Linked DNA regions of Mus musculus: regions 2, 3, 4 and 5 are each linked to region 1. The links are chromatin contacts, called in public HiChIP or PLAC-seq and promoter capture Hi-C maps. All regions are on one chromosome and are shown on one strand. Each heading gives the region's core, a stretch centred on a gene start, on an enhancer-like site or on the middle of the called end of the contact. The rest is flanking DNA. Distances are from core to core; before and after follow the strand shown. Region 1 holds the start of Wbp1l (WW domain binding protein 1 like). Region 2 holds the start of Calhm2 (calcium homeostasis modulator family member 2). Region 3 holds the start of Ldb1 (LIM domain binding 1). Region 4 holds the start of Neurl1a (neuralized E3 ubiquitin protein ligase 1A). Region 5 holds the start of Nolc1 (nucleolar and coiled-body phosphoprotein 1).

Evidence for each region. Promoter capture Hi-C pulls out the DNA fragments that hold promoters and counts their contacts. HiChIP or PLAC-seq counts read pairs in DNA pulled down with a chosen protein or histone mark.
Region 2: a contact with region 1 is called in an H3K4me3 HiChIP or PLAC-seq map of bone marrow-derived macrophages, with 4 times the contacts expected there. The contact joins the promoter of Calhm2 here to the promoter of Wbp1l in region 1. A contact is called at or near these places in 6 of 39 promoter capture datasets (the HPC-7 cell line, embryonic stem cells, hippocampal neurons and 2 more), 1 of 115 datasets of contacts at active chromatin or transcription factors (bone marrow-derived macrophages) and 2 of 9 other capture datasets (embryonic stem cells and liver).
Region 3: a contact with region 1 is called in a promoter capture Hi-C map of pre-B cells, with 4 times the contacts expected there. The contact joins the promoter of Ldb1 here to the promoter of Wbp1l in region 1. A contact is called at or near these places in 3 of 39 promoter capture datasets (cranial neural crest, liver and pre-B cells), 2 of 115 datasets of contacts at active chromatin or transcription factors (bone marrow-derived macrophages and thymic regulatory T cells) and 1 of 9 other capture datasets (pancreatic islet).
Region 4: a promoter capture Hi-C map of hippocampal neurons shows a contact between it and region 1, with 2.5 times the contacts expected there. The contact joins the promoter of Neurl1a here to the promoter of Wbp1l in region 1. A contact is called at or near these places in 3 of 39 promoter capture datasets (the HPC-7 cell line, embryonic stem cells and hippocampal neurons) and 1 of 9 other capture datasets (adipose tissue).
Region 5: a contact with region 1 is called in a promoter capture Hi-C map of pre-B cells, with 5 times the contacts expected there. The contact joins the promoter of Nolc1 here to the promoter of Wbp1l in region 1. A contact is called at or near these places in 1 of 39 promoter capture datasets (pre-B cells), 1 of 484 Hi-C or Micro-C datasets (pre-megakaryocyte-erythroid progenitors) and 3 of 9 other capture datasets (adipose tissue, liver and macrophages).

The regions. Positions count from the first base shown.
Region 1 is chr19:46,597,666-46,600,365 of GRCm38.p6, reverse strand. It overlaps Wbp1l (WW domain binding protein 1 like), which reads right to left and starts at 1,260. Exons shown (of 5, transcript NM_001177812.1): 1 at 1,073-1,260. The coding sequence starts at 1,162.
Region 2 is chr19:47,136,926-47,139,625 of GRCm38.p6, reverse strand. Calhm2 (calcium homeostasis modulator family member 2) reads left to right here and starts at 1,332. Exons shown (of 3, transcript NM_133746.5): 1 at 1,332-1,721.
Region 3 is chr19:46,043,836-46,046,589 of GRCm38.p6, reverse strand. It overlaps Ldb1 (LIM domain binding 1), which reads left to right and starts at 1,279. Exons shown (of 11, transcript NM_001113408.2): 1 at 1,279-1,760. The coding sequence starts at 1,736.
Region 4 is chr19:47,177,511-47,180,210 of GRCm38.p6, reverse strand. Neurl1a (neuralized E3 ubiquitin protein ligase 1A) reads right to left here and starts at 1,391. Exons shown (of 6, transcript NM_021360.4): 1 at 660-1,391. The coding sequence starts at 744.
Region 5 is chr19:46,074,522-46,077,245 of GRCm38.p6, reverse strand. It overlaps Nolc1 (nucleolar and coiled-body phosphoprotein 1), which reads right to left and starts at 1,399. Exons shown (of 13, transcript NM_001039353.2): 1 at 1,097-1,399. The coding sequence starts at 1,216. RefSeq lists cis regulatory regions at 1,442-1,448, 1,471-1,477 and an enhancer at 1,419-1,490.

The DNA.
Region 1 (2,700 bases), core at 11-2,510:
TTCGGGAGAAAAATAAGATACGTATGTGAAAGGGCTGCCCTTGAGCTCTAAGGGGAAAGGTAAGAATTCTGCTAACAATTTCTGCTCTTCAGCGTGATGTGACGTGCTAAGCTGCACAGGCTGTCCCTGTGCCTGTGGAAAACAGACAATGATGGGAAGAAAGGGGAGAAACCAAAGGAAACGATAGAAGCTTTGCCAGATTTAACAGGGGAGGGGTGATTCCCCCTACAGCACCCCACCCAATCTGGCACCAAGAGTAACGCTTCAATTAGGGTTTCGAAACGCCAGCCCAAGCTAGAATCAGCATAAGCAGGCATCTCGGCCCTGGACTCAGGAAGAGCAAGCCACCCAGCAAGAAAAGCTAGGGTGCTCCACTTGCTGCCGATATTGGCATCGGAACCACCCTCTGCTCAAAAGCCCTGAGCTGGCTCGCTCGGATCAGCACTAGTGACTTCTTCCCAGGACAGCTAGCCTAACAGCACGGTTTTCTCACACTCAAATGTGCCCCTCCTCCTGAGGGGTTACTACTTCATCCCTACTATCTCCCAAGAACCTTACCTCCAGCAACAGCCCACCAACGTACTATGCCTTACAGCATTAAAAATAAGAGTCAGGATGCCCTCAGAACTTTTCCTTTGTCCAGCCTGAAATAAATACCATGCTGAGCCCTCCTCCCTCTGGGGCCAGTGCAGTAACCTGGGATCCCAGCACACACTGGTGTGCACACAGTCTCTGGCTCCGGACTCTACTGCGGAGCAGAAATAGGGCCCACGGGCGCCAGTGTGCGGCGATCTCCGCGAAGAGTCCTCCAGAGCACCTACCATAACTACCCTCTCAAAGGACCCTCAAGTCGCCTGGCACCATTGCCTCTGCCACCTTCTTGACATCCAACTCGTCACAGGTGTCCCTCAGCTAAACATCAACACCCCCACCCTTCACCTGGTCCACCTTAGCCATGGGCTTCCCTCCCGAAAACACTCAACTCCTTGCAAACAAACCTCTTTGAGACCCCCCTCCAACCAGGCCTCGACCGCCCCAGACCCCCAAGCTAGCCCAGAAGCCCTCCCCTTACCTGCGGGGGCTCAGCCCTCACTGACAGGGGGCTGGGCAGCGCCTGGAGGAGCAGGAGCGCCATGCCACCCAGGAGCCTTCTCCTCTCCATCCCCCTCCTGCTCCTGCTCCTCCGCCACGGCGCCGCCACCCCTCCTCCTCCCTCTCTTCTTCCCTCTGCTTCCTCCTTCCCTTCTTTTCCTGTTTCGCTCTGCCCTCCCGCTTCCGGCTCGGCTCCACCCCGCCCCAGGCAAAGGGCCCGCCCAGATGCAGGGGAGGGTCTCCAGCTCCCGCGCCTCATTGGCTCCTACTTTCTGTCCATTGGTCAAAAGAACTGTGAGTCAAATACCAGTCCCAGCCACCCTCGTGCTAGGTGATTTGGCCAATGAAAAGTGGGAGGAAGCTGGGCCATCTTGAATGCTGCGAGGTGCAGAAAAGTGCAGAGCGCCCCGCCCCGCAGAGAGTGGCGGAAGTAACAGGAGCTAGGGACACGACCACCCGGATGCATTGAAAAGGTTTACAGTATTTCAGTCATTTTGAGTGTGGCGGAAATGTTATGTTCCCACAGTTAAGTGGAGGTAAAAGAAAGAAAGAAAAAAAAAAGTGGTGAGGTATAATGATTCTAAAGCGTGCTTCCAACTGCAGTCTATAAGCCTTTGGTGCTTTTTGTATTAAAATAAGTAGAGGTAAAAGAAAGAAAGAAAAAAAAGTAGTGAGATATAATGATTCTAAAGCGTGCTTCCAACTGCAGTCTATAAGCCTTTGGTGCTTTTTGTATTAAATTACAGGAAGCCCTATTATCAGGATCCTTTTTCCAAGCTCACTACCCAAGCAGCAGCTTTGAGTCATTTGAGTCCCCTATTAAATAGCACCTCTCTTAGCGATAGTGCTCTGCTACCCCCAAGTTTCAAGGACAAAACTCTTCAGACCCTACTCAGAAATAGCTCTGAGACCCACCAATCATTGCTTCATCCATGTTATCTTCCGGCTAAATGAAAATGGCTTCCCTTTGCCCCTCCACACACCGCAAGGACAATACTAGTCCACACAAACCCACACATCACCATGTAGCTGCTTCAATTTGAGAATTCTTGTCCAACAGGGCAGGAGGATGTATCACTCTGTGGTAAATGGCTTGCATGGGCAAGGCCCTGAGTTCAGACCCTGGTATGGGCCATAAGGAACAGAGAAAGGGAAGAGATAGAGGGAGGAAGAGAGGGAAAAAGAAAGAAAAAATTACACTTCAATTAGTTACAGGATGTACTTGGCTAGTTTTTGATGTAGGGTCTCTTCCTGTTGTCCATACAAGCCAGAAACTAGGTAACTCAGGCTGTCCTCAAAGTTGTGTTAGTAGTTCCCATGCAAAGCCCTCCTGCTCATTATAACTGCTGTTCAACACCTTACAGGCCAACTCAACTAAATGGATAAGGGTTTGGCAGCGGGTGGGGGTGTGGCTGCTGCCGAACCGACCTTGGCTTTCTAGGAGGGACAGTGAAAGTGTTCTGGATTACAGTAGTGACAACTGTAGCACTTTGTGACTGGACTGAACGTTACTAAACCATACAATTTAAAGGGCTGGATTTGGCTAGGTGTGGAGGTGCATAGCTGTAATCTCAGCACTCACGACTGCATAGCCTGAGCTTCATCGAA
Region 2 (2,700 bases), core at 83-2,582, 540 kb before region 1:
AACAGCCAGGGGCTTTACCTTCCAGGGAGAAACATTCTAAGTCGGGGTCTCACACACCATGCGTAAAAGCGTGTGGCACGCAGCAGACACTTGGAGCTGTGTGGTTAAGGTGCTCATTCCTTTCGGAACTCATGACTGCTTGCTCTCCTCTCCCCTGAACCCGACCAAGGGATGGGACAGGACAGGAATACTTAGCTGCTGTCTTGTCCAAGAAAAGAAAGTAGAAGTGCAGACAGTTTCTTGTTTCCTGGCCCCATCTTCCAGCCCCTTGGCCTGCCTATCTCAGAGCCCACCTCCACTCTCAGCTGGGACCCAGGTGCCACAGGGAACAGGAAGTTGAACTTAACCCCAGATCCGAATAAAGGGACCAAATGAATACAGACCAAGTGTGTGTGTGTGTGTGTGTGTGTGTGTGTGTGTGTGTGTGTGTGCACGCGTGCACTTGCAGGGTGGGGTGGGGCACCCACAGGGGATAAGGTGCCAGAAAGTGCTCAGAGGAACAGACGTGAGGGAAGCTTTGGTGAGACCTAACTCCAGAGTGGTGGGAGCTCAGGCAAGTCCCCCACCCTGTAAAGTGCTTCTTGGAAAGGCACGGGTACCGATTGCTCTCCATTTATCCCTGCTACACAGACAAGCCAGACTCAGGAGGGTGTGGCTTGTCCCTGCTCAGTGTGAATCCCACTGTCCCAGCCCTGGAGAGCTGATGGCCGTGAAGGCTATCTCTCCCAATCTTAGGAGCCACTGAGGCCATCTTGACACTCTCCCTGTCAGTGGACTTGACTCATGACTTGTGAGCTCCCAGAGACGACTCTAGGGGCAGGCGGTGCAGTTTAAGAGATCCTGTCTCCCTTTAATTTCTACCTAAGACCAGCCTCTGCCTTAGGAGTTCTAGATACCCAGATGGGGACAGTACCTAGGAGTTAGATGGACTATGATGGGAAGGTCCTCTTCTGGGGATGGCAGGTACAGGCAAAGGCAGGATGCGCAGAGAGAGGAGGGGAGGAGGGGACCAGGGTCTTGACCAGGAGTTTGCAATCTGGAGCATCACCATCAATCCTGAACACCCACCTCTCCCCTGACTCTGCAGGGAACTCCTCCCGCAGCTTCTGCCAGGTGGGTGTCAAGTACGGGGGATGTTCTTCTAACTGGCCTGGAGGGCAAGCCTAGGCAAGATCTCCTTGAGGGCCCTGCCTGGCAACTGCCTAGACCTTCCCAGATGGCCCCCGAGGGGTGCTCAGGGTAGAGTCAAGGCAGGGCCAGTAGGGCCAGCCACAGCGGGCCCAGAGGCGGGCTGGGACAGGACGCAGCATCGGAGACCGCTTCTCCACTTCCTCTGTTTCTGCCTCGCGCCGCCCTCAGCAGCCCTCCCTCTTCTGCCTGGCGCCAGGAGGCTGTTTTTCCATTCTCTGGCTAGAAAGTTCCACGCCACTGTTTCTTTCTCTCTCTTTTCTGGAGTTAAATTTGTCTGCAGATGCCTGCACTTCATCTGTAGACGCCTCCAGTTAAGTTTGTTTGTAACTGGGCCCAAAGCTCCGTTGCGTTGCGTTCAAACGCTGGGCCCGGATCCTACGCGGACCTGGGTGCAAAAGCAAAGCCGGCAGTGAACCCCGTGAGGCCACTTTGCCTCGCGGTCAGGAGCACCTTCCCAGTGTCTGCGGGAGCCCACACTGCTGTCAATCCATCAGGAATCCAAGGCCACGGGGGCCTGCAACCAGCCCTAGGTAAGGAGGGGCCCTTTCCTGGAGTGTGCAGCTGTTAAAGGAGCCGGCAGCCTCTAGAGACTATCTGGAGGGAACTCCGGGAAGAACACGGAAATGATGCTTCCCCCACCCCCAGCTGTCTGTCTCCTGTCCTTGGGAAGAGCCCCCCCCCCCCCCATGATAATCTCAGAGGATGGCCGGGTCCCAGCTCTGCTCCATCCCTATGCTATCTGTCAGGCACTGTGTTCCCCATGTGAGGGTGGGTTTAGGATCCCAAGACCACCCCAAGGAGCAAATGGGTGCCTAGCAGCCAAGAAGGGAGGGAGGGAGAAGATGGAGTTGCCTGTTAGCCTGTTTATGGCCAGCAACAGGACAAAGTTCTTTCCTTGTGGGATTATTTAGAAGCTCTGGGCTCTGAACCGGGGAGTCAGACAGTCCTCCCTCCTCCCAGAGCCCACATGGCTCTGCCTGTGCCAGATGGCATCCTCGGCAGAGGCGGCAACAGGAAAAGAGAAGTGAATATAACCCAGAAAGACTTAGCACAGGCTTCCCCTATCTCTCTCCACAGCCTGACCTCTCTCCACTCACAGGCTTCATCTGGCTTGGAGAGCTGTTTCTTTTGGTGTCCCCCCCACCGCACCCCACCCCACCCAGTGCCTGTTCTCCTGATGGGGGTGGACATGGGGCCACACCCTGACTGTCTCTCTGGCTGTATGGGTGGAGTCTGGGAAGGGAATTGGGGCTAAACTTCCAAAGAGCCTGAGGCCATGGCCTCTTCTGGCACAGAGCCATCTCTGCTGAGGTCATGAAGCAGAAGAGGGCAGATAAGTACAGCGAGCCTGAAACCCCGCTGAAGCTACCTGTGGCTCCTTGGGGCAGAGATTCTGCAGGCTGCTGCATGGAGAAAGCAATAAGGAGAGCAAGGTCTGGAGGCCATGAACAGAGGGAGCTAGTTTAGCTCTGACACATTGTGTCCACTTTCTAAGTATTCTCAAGTCAT
Region 3 (2,754 bases), core at 30-2,529, 550 kb after region 1:
CAAAAAAAAACAAAAAAAACCCCTAAGGTTGGGATATGTGGTCTCATGGCACCTTAACCTCCACCTTTGTAACTCTCCCCTGGACAGTCAAGCCAGCTGTGCAAACTCCTAAATCGGGGTAGGGAAATCAAACACCTTTTTCAAACAATCCCCATTTTAGCAACAAAGGGAAGAGGGAAGCCAGTGTAACCAGTCTAGTTCAGATACCTTAGACAGGGAATACCAGCCCCCAGAATCTACCCAGGGAATACACCACGAAGCTTAAGAGAAGCTAAGGCTTGGGGGACACCCCCCCCCCGAACTCCTTCTAGCAGCTCCCCTCCTCCCTGCTAATAGGTATTTCCTGTTTATGAGGCAGCTAGGGCTGGGCTTTGGAGAAGGGATGGAAGAGTTCTTCCCTTCCATGGGTTGGGTTGAGGAGTCCTTGAGGACTGCCTGAAGGTTGGGAGGGTTCTCCCTTTGGAAGATAGACTGACTGTCCAGGATGCCCCACCCCCAACCCTCCCCGCGGCCTCTGCCCCTATGGGTAGGGGGCACTGAAGGAGTAGGTTTCCTGTTCTCCACCTCCAAAACAGGGAGCTGCTTCCAGGGGGCGGAGGATGGGGGTGGGTGGGTAGAAGGCTCCAGGGCTGGAAGAAGAAAGTGGGGGAAGGGAAGTGTCTTAACTGGTGCGTCAGAGCCTGCAAGAGGAAAGGATGGCTTTGGTAGTGCTCCCCCCCTTCCCAGCCTAATGGTCATACCACAGCCCTTGTGTCCCCTTGCAAAATGCGGACCTCAGGCCCTTAGGCGGGGGAGGGTGGGGTCCCTTCTTAATTAACCCTTTTAGCTCTAGTCCCAACTGGTTTAGCAGGCATGGTCTGGTTAATTTAGAAAGGGGATGAGTCTAGGGGTTGCTCTGAGAATTAGGAGAGTGCTCCTTTTCCCACCCAGCTTCGGGTGGAGCGCGCCACACAGGGTCTCCGCAAAGAGCACAGGCAGGGGTCAGCGCCCCATCCCTCCCGGGGGTGGAGAGAGGGTACACCTCACTACCCACCCAGGCTCCGCCTCCCCCAATCCCCGCTCCCGCTCAGCCACGCTCCCAACCCCGCGCACCCGGAGGACGGACGCCGAGCGTGAGGCTTCGCCTCCTCCCGCTCCCCGGCGCCCGCCCTCGCCGGGGTCTCTGCCTCCGTCTCGTTTTTTAAGAGCTGCGTCACACGCATGCCGTTCCCGGGAGCGCTCCCTGCCCCTCGCCGCGCGGCGCACGCACGTCGCCGCTCGCGCCGCGCTCGCCCGGGTCACTTTGACACGGCTCTCCCCTCCCACTACCAGGACAATTAGCATATTAATAAAGCCCGGCCCAGCCCGACTCTGGCCGGAGAGCCGGCGCTTGCGAGAGGGAGAGGACGCGCGAACGAACGGGAGCGAGCGCGAGGGCGGCGGCGGGGAGGGCGGCGGGAGCGCACAGACACGCACACGCACACGCGCACACACGGACACACACTCCGGGGACGCACACCCGCGCGTACACACGCAGAGGCAGCTCGCCTTCCTGCCTGGCTTCCTTCCTGTCTGCTCCGCGCCTGACAGGCCCCTCGCTGCAGGCAGGGGCGGCCCGCACCGGGCAGAGGCCGGGCCGGGCCGGCGGCGCGGGCATCGGGGGCCGCGGGCGGCGGCAGCGGCTCATGCCCGGCCTGTCCCTGCGAGGGGCGGGCATCGTGACTCGGCTGGGCCCCCAGCGGCGGGCGATGTGAAGATGTCAGTGGGCTGTGCCTGTCCTGGTGAGTGGGTCTCGAGGCCGCCTGGCCCCTCCCTCCCTTTCGGCCCCCTAACCCCTGGTTTGGAGAGGATTTGTATGTGGGGGGCATCGAAGGCATGGTGGGGGTCGGGGGCTGTATAGAGTTAGAGGGGCCTCGATCGGGGCCGGGTTTTCTCATCTGTATAAATACGCAGCAGCCCAGCGGCACGGGAAGGGGGTGCTAAGGATGGCTTGTAATTTTTTTTTGAGGGGGGGGAGGCTAACTGGGGAGGGATGGGGGGGGACTGAAATTCCCAGAATTCCAGGGTGTTAGCCAATCAGAAGTGACTTTGGACTTTTGACCCCCCCCTCAGGTCATCGTAGAGTTCTGATTGGCTGATTTGGGTTTCCCCCCCTTCCCTGCTGTTTATTGCCTCTTACATATTTTGTGACATTCCCCCCCTCGGGCTGTTTCTTAGGATGCTGTTTGGGGGAGGAGTTGATTGGAGCCCATCTTACCCCCCTTTAACTTTTCCTGTCTGTTGCCAGGGTAGGTTGGCCCTCCTGAGGGACAAAAAGCACTCCTAGGGGGTGTCAGATAATTGGGCCCTTGGGTCTGCTATCTCAGTCTTCGTGGGAGGGGGAGTGTAGCAGTTCCAGGTAGGCCGTGAAGTTAAGAGTGGTTTGCAGATTCGAGTTGGGGGAGCAATGCTTGACACCCCCCCCCCAGTGAAAACTTGAGGACTCAAATTCAAATCACAACCCTCTCTAACAGGTATCAGAGCTTGCCAGGGAACACCTGTGTCTGAGAGTGCCTTGAGATTTTTCTTGTACGGTCGGGGTATAAGGCCACAAGTGCTAGGAGGGAACAGTTGAGCCATGTGATGGGAGAGGTTAGTCTAAAGAGAATCCCAGAATATAGTCGGTCCCCTTCCTTATAACTCTGTGTCCTCAAACTGGCCTTCCTTCCAGGATGGAGGCAGCTTTCTCTAGAAAGTCAGTGGTCAGTGTCCTGGGTCTAGCCTGGCTGGATCTCT
Region 4 (2,700 bases), core at 142-2,641, 580 kb before region 1:
AGACAGCAAACCCTCCCGATAACGTTCCATCTGTTTGGAAGCTCCCTTCCCCTCTTTCTAGGGTTCAGACCAGATACTTTGTCTTTGGATGCACAAAACAAACAAACAAACAAATAAACAAACAAAACCAAACAACCTGACTCAGACGGTGCAAAAGATCACCCACTTGCAAAGACCCCGGGAGCACGCGTCTGCCCTTCTAGTCCTGAATCTCTAAGACCCTCTGCTTGGAAATGCAACTAGTGCTTCCAGCGGGATCTCCCCCAGCCCTAGGCAAATGCAAAAAAGACCACAATGACTCTCTTGGGAGGCTCATCTGGAAAAACCTAGGTTTCCCTCCACACTGCCCTATCCAGCCGGCAAATGTTTTTCCCACCTCTTCTCACCGCTTAGCATCACTGGAGGGGACTCCAGTGACGTTGCCAGGGCAGATAAGGAGAATTGCGCAGACCCCCACCGACCGCCATCCTCCCTCATCTCCACCATCAGCACCGGTCAGCTGCCACCACAGCCCACCTCCACTGTCAGAAGCGCCTCTCCCGCCCTCCAAATGCACACAACAGGTGGCACCTGCCGGTCGTCCCCAACCGCACCCCTGCCCACCACTCCACCTGCGCCGCAACCCTCCCTGCAATTGCTCCCCGGTCAGCGAAGCCTACCTTTGAGGTTCTGGGGGTGGCCCCGCGACGCGCGGCTCGGGTTTCCTCGCTGCAGAGAGGAGACACTGGAGAAGTTGTTACCCATGGCATCGGCCCCCCGGGGGTGCTCCGGCGGGAGCCAGGCAAGGCTGGGCAGGAGCGGAGGAAAGGTGTGCAAGTGTGTGCGCGCGCGGGTGCGCGCTGCCAGGGGAGGGCCCTGGCGGGGCTGCGACCGGGGGCGGGCGGTTTGCTGTCTCCGGCTCTCCCTGGGCTTGGCGGTCTTCGCTCGGCGGGTCCTGCCCGCCGTGGGGGTCCTCGCGCCACCCGGCTACCGGGCTCCCATGCCCCGCGCCCGGGGCGGCCCGGCCCCTGGGCCCCGGCCCGCGGCGCGAGCCGCTGCGCTCTGCCTGGTGCTGGAGCTCGGATTCCGGCTGCGGGTGGGCGGCGCAGCGGCGGCGCGCTCCCCGCGGGCCATAGAGTCGGGGCTCGGCGCGCGGCTGCTCGGAGGCTCGTCGGCGGGCTCGGTCCCCGCCCGCGGGGACGGCCGCGGCGACGTGCGTGGCGCCCTCCCGCCCGCGGGTGAGCTTGCAGCGCCCGGCTCGTGTGGACCGCCCCCGCTCCCGCCAGGTCCCTCCCGAGGCCGCCGCCCCCAACCCCCGCCCTAGCGTCGCCAGGACTCCGGGGCTCCGGTTGTTATGGCGACAGCTGCGCAGGTTAATGAGCGTCTTAGTGACACGCGCGCGCCCGCTCTGCCAGATGTGGGTCTCGGGGCGCGCCGCGTTCCCGCTGGCTATAAGTTCTCGAAGGCGCGCGGGACCCAGGGTTGGGGGCGGCACTGCTCCGGACCTGACGTCAGGAATAGATGGGAGCTTCGGAGGTTGAGCGTCTCCCTGTCCTGGGACATAGAACCTGAAAACAAGAGGAAGAGGACCGCCACAACGCTGGGAGCCCCGGAGCCAGGGCGTGGCGAGGTAGCCCTAATGGAGGCTCCCTAGCACGGGATTCAGGGCCTGGCACGTGTTAAAACGCTCAGGAGTGAGTGGATAATGAATTAAGACAATTGAGATCAGGAATACAGTCACCTCCCCTTCGCTGTAGTTGGAACTTCCAATCAGAACCCCAGTCAGACCATTTCCTGACTGTTCAAACATCCTTTGCATGTTCAAGAACGGAGAACCACAAGACCAGAAGCAAGCCGATGGGACCCAGCTCAGGTACAAACCATGAGAGAGATATCGGTTCCAAGTTGAATTATTCTGTCAGCTGGAAAACTAAGAGATTGGGGAAGGGATAGAGGGGGTGCTATAGCCTATAGTAGACCAAGGTGGCTTCCTCGAGGAAGGGGGCAGTCTGTAAATGTCCTGTTCACGTGACTCTTCCATCTGTGTAGCTCAGCACTGCTACCTGCAGGAGGGACCAGGAAGTCATCTTGGATCTGGGGCGGTTATTTCTCCCAGTGTATCATGGGGGAGAAGACAGTCCGTCTGTCCATCTCACACCTTCATCAGCCTTGCTGCTTCTCGGGGCCATCGCTCACTCTAACCGGACTTTCCCAACTCGGATCCAGAGTGAGCCCTGGGTCATGAGTGGGACACAGACATCTCCTCCATCCTTTTCTGGAAGTTTCTCCATAGGACCCATCCTCAATGTGTAGGCACAGCTCTTTCCTGACCACCCCAGCTAAGCATCTCTGCCTCTCTCTATCATTCTCCATAGGGTCATCCCATTCTCTTCGTGGCTTTTATATGACTTTGCCTAAAAGTAGCCTTTTCTGCTTGGTTAGATTCGGCTTCTCTTGATAGAGAATAAGCTTGCTGAGGGGAGAGTCGGCCAGCCACTTTCCTCACAGTGTTCTAGCTCCCAGGGCAGGGACATGCGGATTCTCAGAAGTATTTGTACAGTGAATGGATCCCCATGCCTGCCAGCAGTAAAATCCTACTGTGATCTTTAGACATCATCTCTGATCCCCTTTAGCCCCCTGTCCTGCCTTTTACTCTCCTCTGATTGCACATGTTATATCCTTAAGTTTCAGAGACTCCAGGCAAGCTAGAAATACCTGTGA
Region 5 (2,724 bases), core at 150-2,649, 520 kb after region 1:
GGTTGTGAGCCACCATGTGGTTGGTTGCTGAGAATTGAACTCGGGACCTCTAAAAGAGCAGTCAGTGGTCGTAACTGCTGAGCCGTCTCTCCAGCCCGCTACAGCTTTTCTTAAGGTGCAGAGTAAACATTTTGCTCTTACATAACAGCTGTCACTCACCCCATGTTCCTGTGTGCCTACAATGGAGTTACTACTTTGTGCATTTTTCTCTCAGTGAGTCTCATTCACTCAAAAGCTGTAAATTGGGCTGAGCATGGTGATATACACCTTTAATCCCAGCACTTGGTAGACAGAGACTGAGCTGAGTTCAAGGCCAGTATGGTATACAAAGTGTGCTGCAGGGCAGTAAGGCACTTAGCATGAAGAGGCTGTGACAAGAGGTACAGAAGTTCATATCCATCCTCCACTACACAAGGACTACATGAACTTTGTCTCAAACAAAAGGCTGCTGGGATCATACATGCAGAAAGCCGCAGAGCCTGGCCTAACATCACTACCTGGAGCTCCAAGCTCAGTGCCAACTTAACACAGGCGGACGCTCACTACTCCTAGAGTATACTGAAAGCAACCTATCACCACACTCATTCATTTTTTTCTTTTTAAAAAAATAAGTAAATACAATATGAAGTCCTAGCTATCATTACTTCGCAATTTATCCCTGCACTCACTCATCTTCTTTTGTAAAAACAAACAAGTGTATAAATAGAATCCAAGCCTTCATTACTAAAATCTTTGAGTCTCAGGTAAAACTGCAATTAAGGGTAAGTCCAACAAAAAGTACAGAAGAACCACGCACCGCCAACCCAATGCTCCCGGAGGGATCTAGCGCCACATGTCCTGGGTCACGAGGGACCCATGCCTGTCACCGCTGCAAAAACTCACACCAAGTAAAAGCCGTAATACTCGGAGCTAGCTAGTCAGACATGGTGGAAGGAGACACCGAGACCTCCAGCCTGAGGAAGGTCCGCAGAGAAGCTGGGCAGACAACGGACTGACAGACCCCAGCCCTCGCCTCCTTAACTTCTAAAGCCGACAAGGCCTAGATTAGCTCGGAGAGTCGTCCCACCCCGGCCCGCAGACCAAACCAAGGACTCACAGCGCCGGTCGCTTTTGCAAATTTACTGGCCACCTCCGAGAGTTGGCTATCCCGCAGAAATCTGAGCACAAGGGGATAAAGGTCGCTGGGAACCACGCGGCGCAAGCCGGTATCCGCCATGCTCCGGGTAAAACGCGTCACTACCGTTGCGCACGCGGCACGACTTAAGAACACCAAAGCACAGCCCGGGTCGAGGGCGGGTCCAGTGTCGTCATCAAGTCGCGCGCGGCGCGCAGCGGAAAAGAGTGGCGCACACGAGGTCGCGTACCCTCCACCCGGGAGGAGAGACCCAGACTAAATCTAGAAGTTGCTTCCGGTCCCACACGCGTCATCATCCTGCAGGGGGCGGAGCCCACGAGCCGCCCACTAAGGAGGCGGAGCTTCTACGTCAGATGCCACGCTCCTGTCCGAGGCGGGAAAACTTGCAAATTCCCGCGCATTACCTTTGCTGAATGGGCTTCTTCCTACTGTAGATTTCCAAGCCCTGGCTGCTACTGAGACCTCACAGTACTGAATGGACTAACAATAATGGGTGCACTGGAGAACTCGAGGCTCTTTCAACCCTTCTAGAGGTGTCACCTACTGCTCAAACTCCCACGGACAATGGCTTCCTCCCTCCCTTCACACCCAGTGAAGTCCTTCAGGATACCACCCAGACCCAGACTCAAATCAGAGGATCCTAAAAGTTGTGGTGACAAGGTGTTGGTACCCCACATTGTCTGTCAGTCATAGCTAGGTTACAAGACAGTTATCCTTCCCATCTACAATTCGGAGAACAGGAACACGGGACCATCCCAGGGAAAAGATCAAGAAAAATCCTTTCTTCCTAAAGAAAGAAGTCACAGTGAATTCGGAAAACTTCAGTATCAGCTACTGTCCAGGTCAGGAAGCAATAAAGATGCACTTCCGGTGAATACCTTTCTTTTACTTTCCTCAAAACAGGCGCTCCTTCTAAAAGGACCCGTTATCCTATTTCCCAGAGGTGCTTCTATGCATACACAATCGTTTGTTTGTTTGTTTTGGCTTGTTTTTTTTTTTTCCAAGACAGAAAGGTTTCTCCGTATAGCCCTGGCTGTCCTGGAACTAACTTTGTAGACCAGGCTGGCCTCGAACTTAGAAATCCGTCTGCCTCCCGAGTGCTGGGATTAAAGGCTTGCGCCACCACGCCCGGCCTCAAAATCGTTTTTTTTAAAATACACACACCACCGGGCGGTGGTGGCGTACACCTTTAATCGCAGCACTCGGGAGGCAGAGGCAGGCGGATTTCTGAGTTCGAGGCCAGCCTGGTCTACAAAGTGACTTCCAGGACAGCCAGGGCTACACGGAGAAACCCTGTCTCGGAAAAAAAGAAAAAAAAAAAAAATTCACAAACCAAGATGGTGATCAAAACCAAACTGGTGAGCTTTAATGACACTTAATAGACACTAACCCCAGTTGAGAAAACTTTTATTCTCATAGGTATGGTGGCAAATGATTTTTTTGTTGTTGTTTTGTTTTGTTTTTCCGAGACAGGATTTCTCTGTAGCCCTGGCTGTCCTGGAGCTCACTTTGTAGACCAGGCTGGCCTTGAACTCAGAAATCCGCCTGCCTCTGCCACCCGAAAGCTGGGATTAAAGGCATGAGCCACC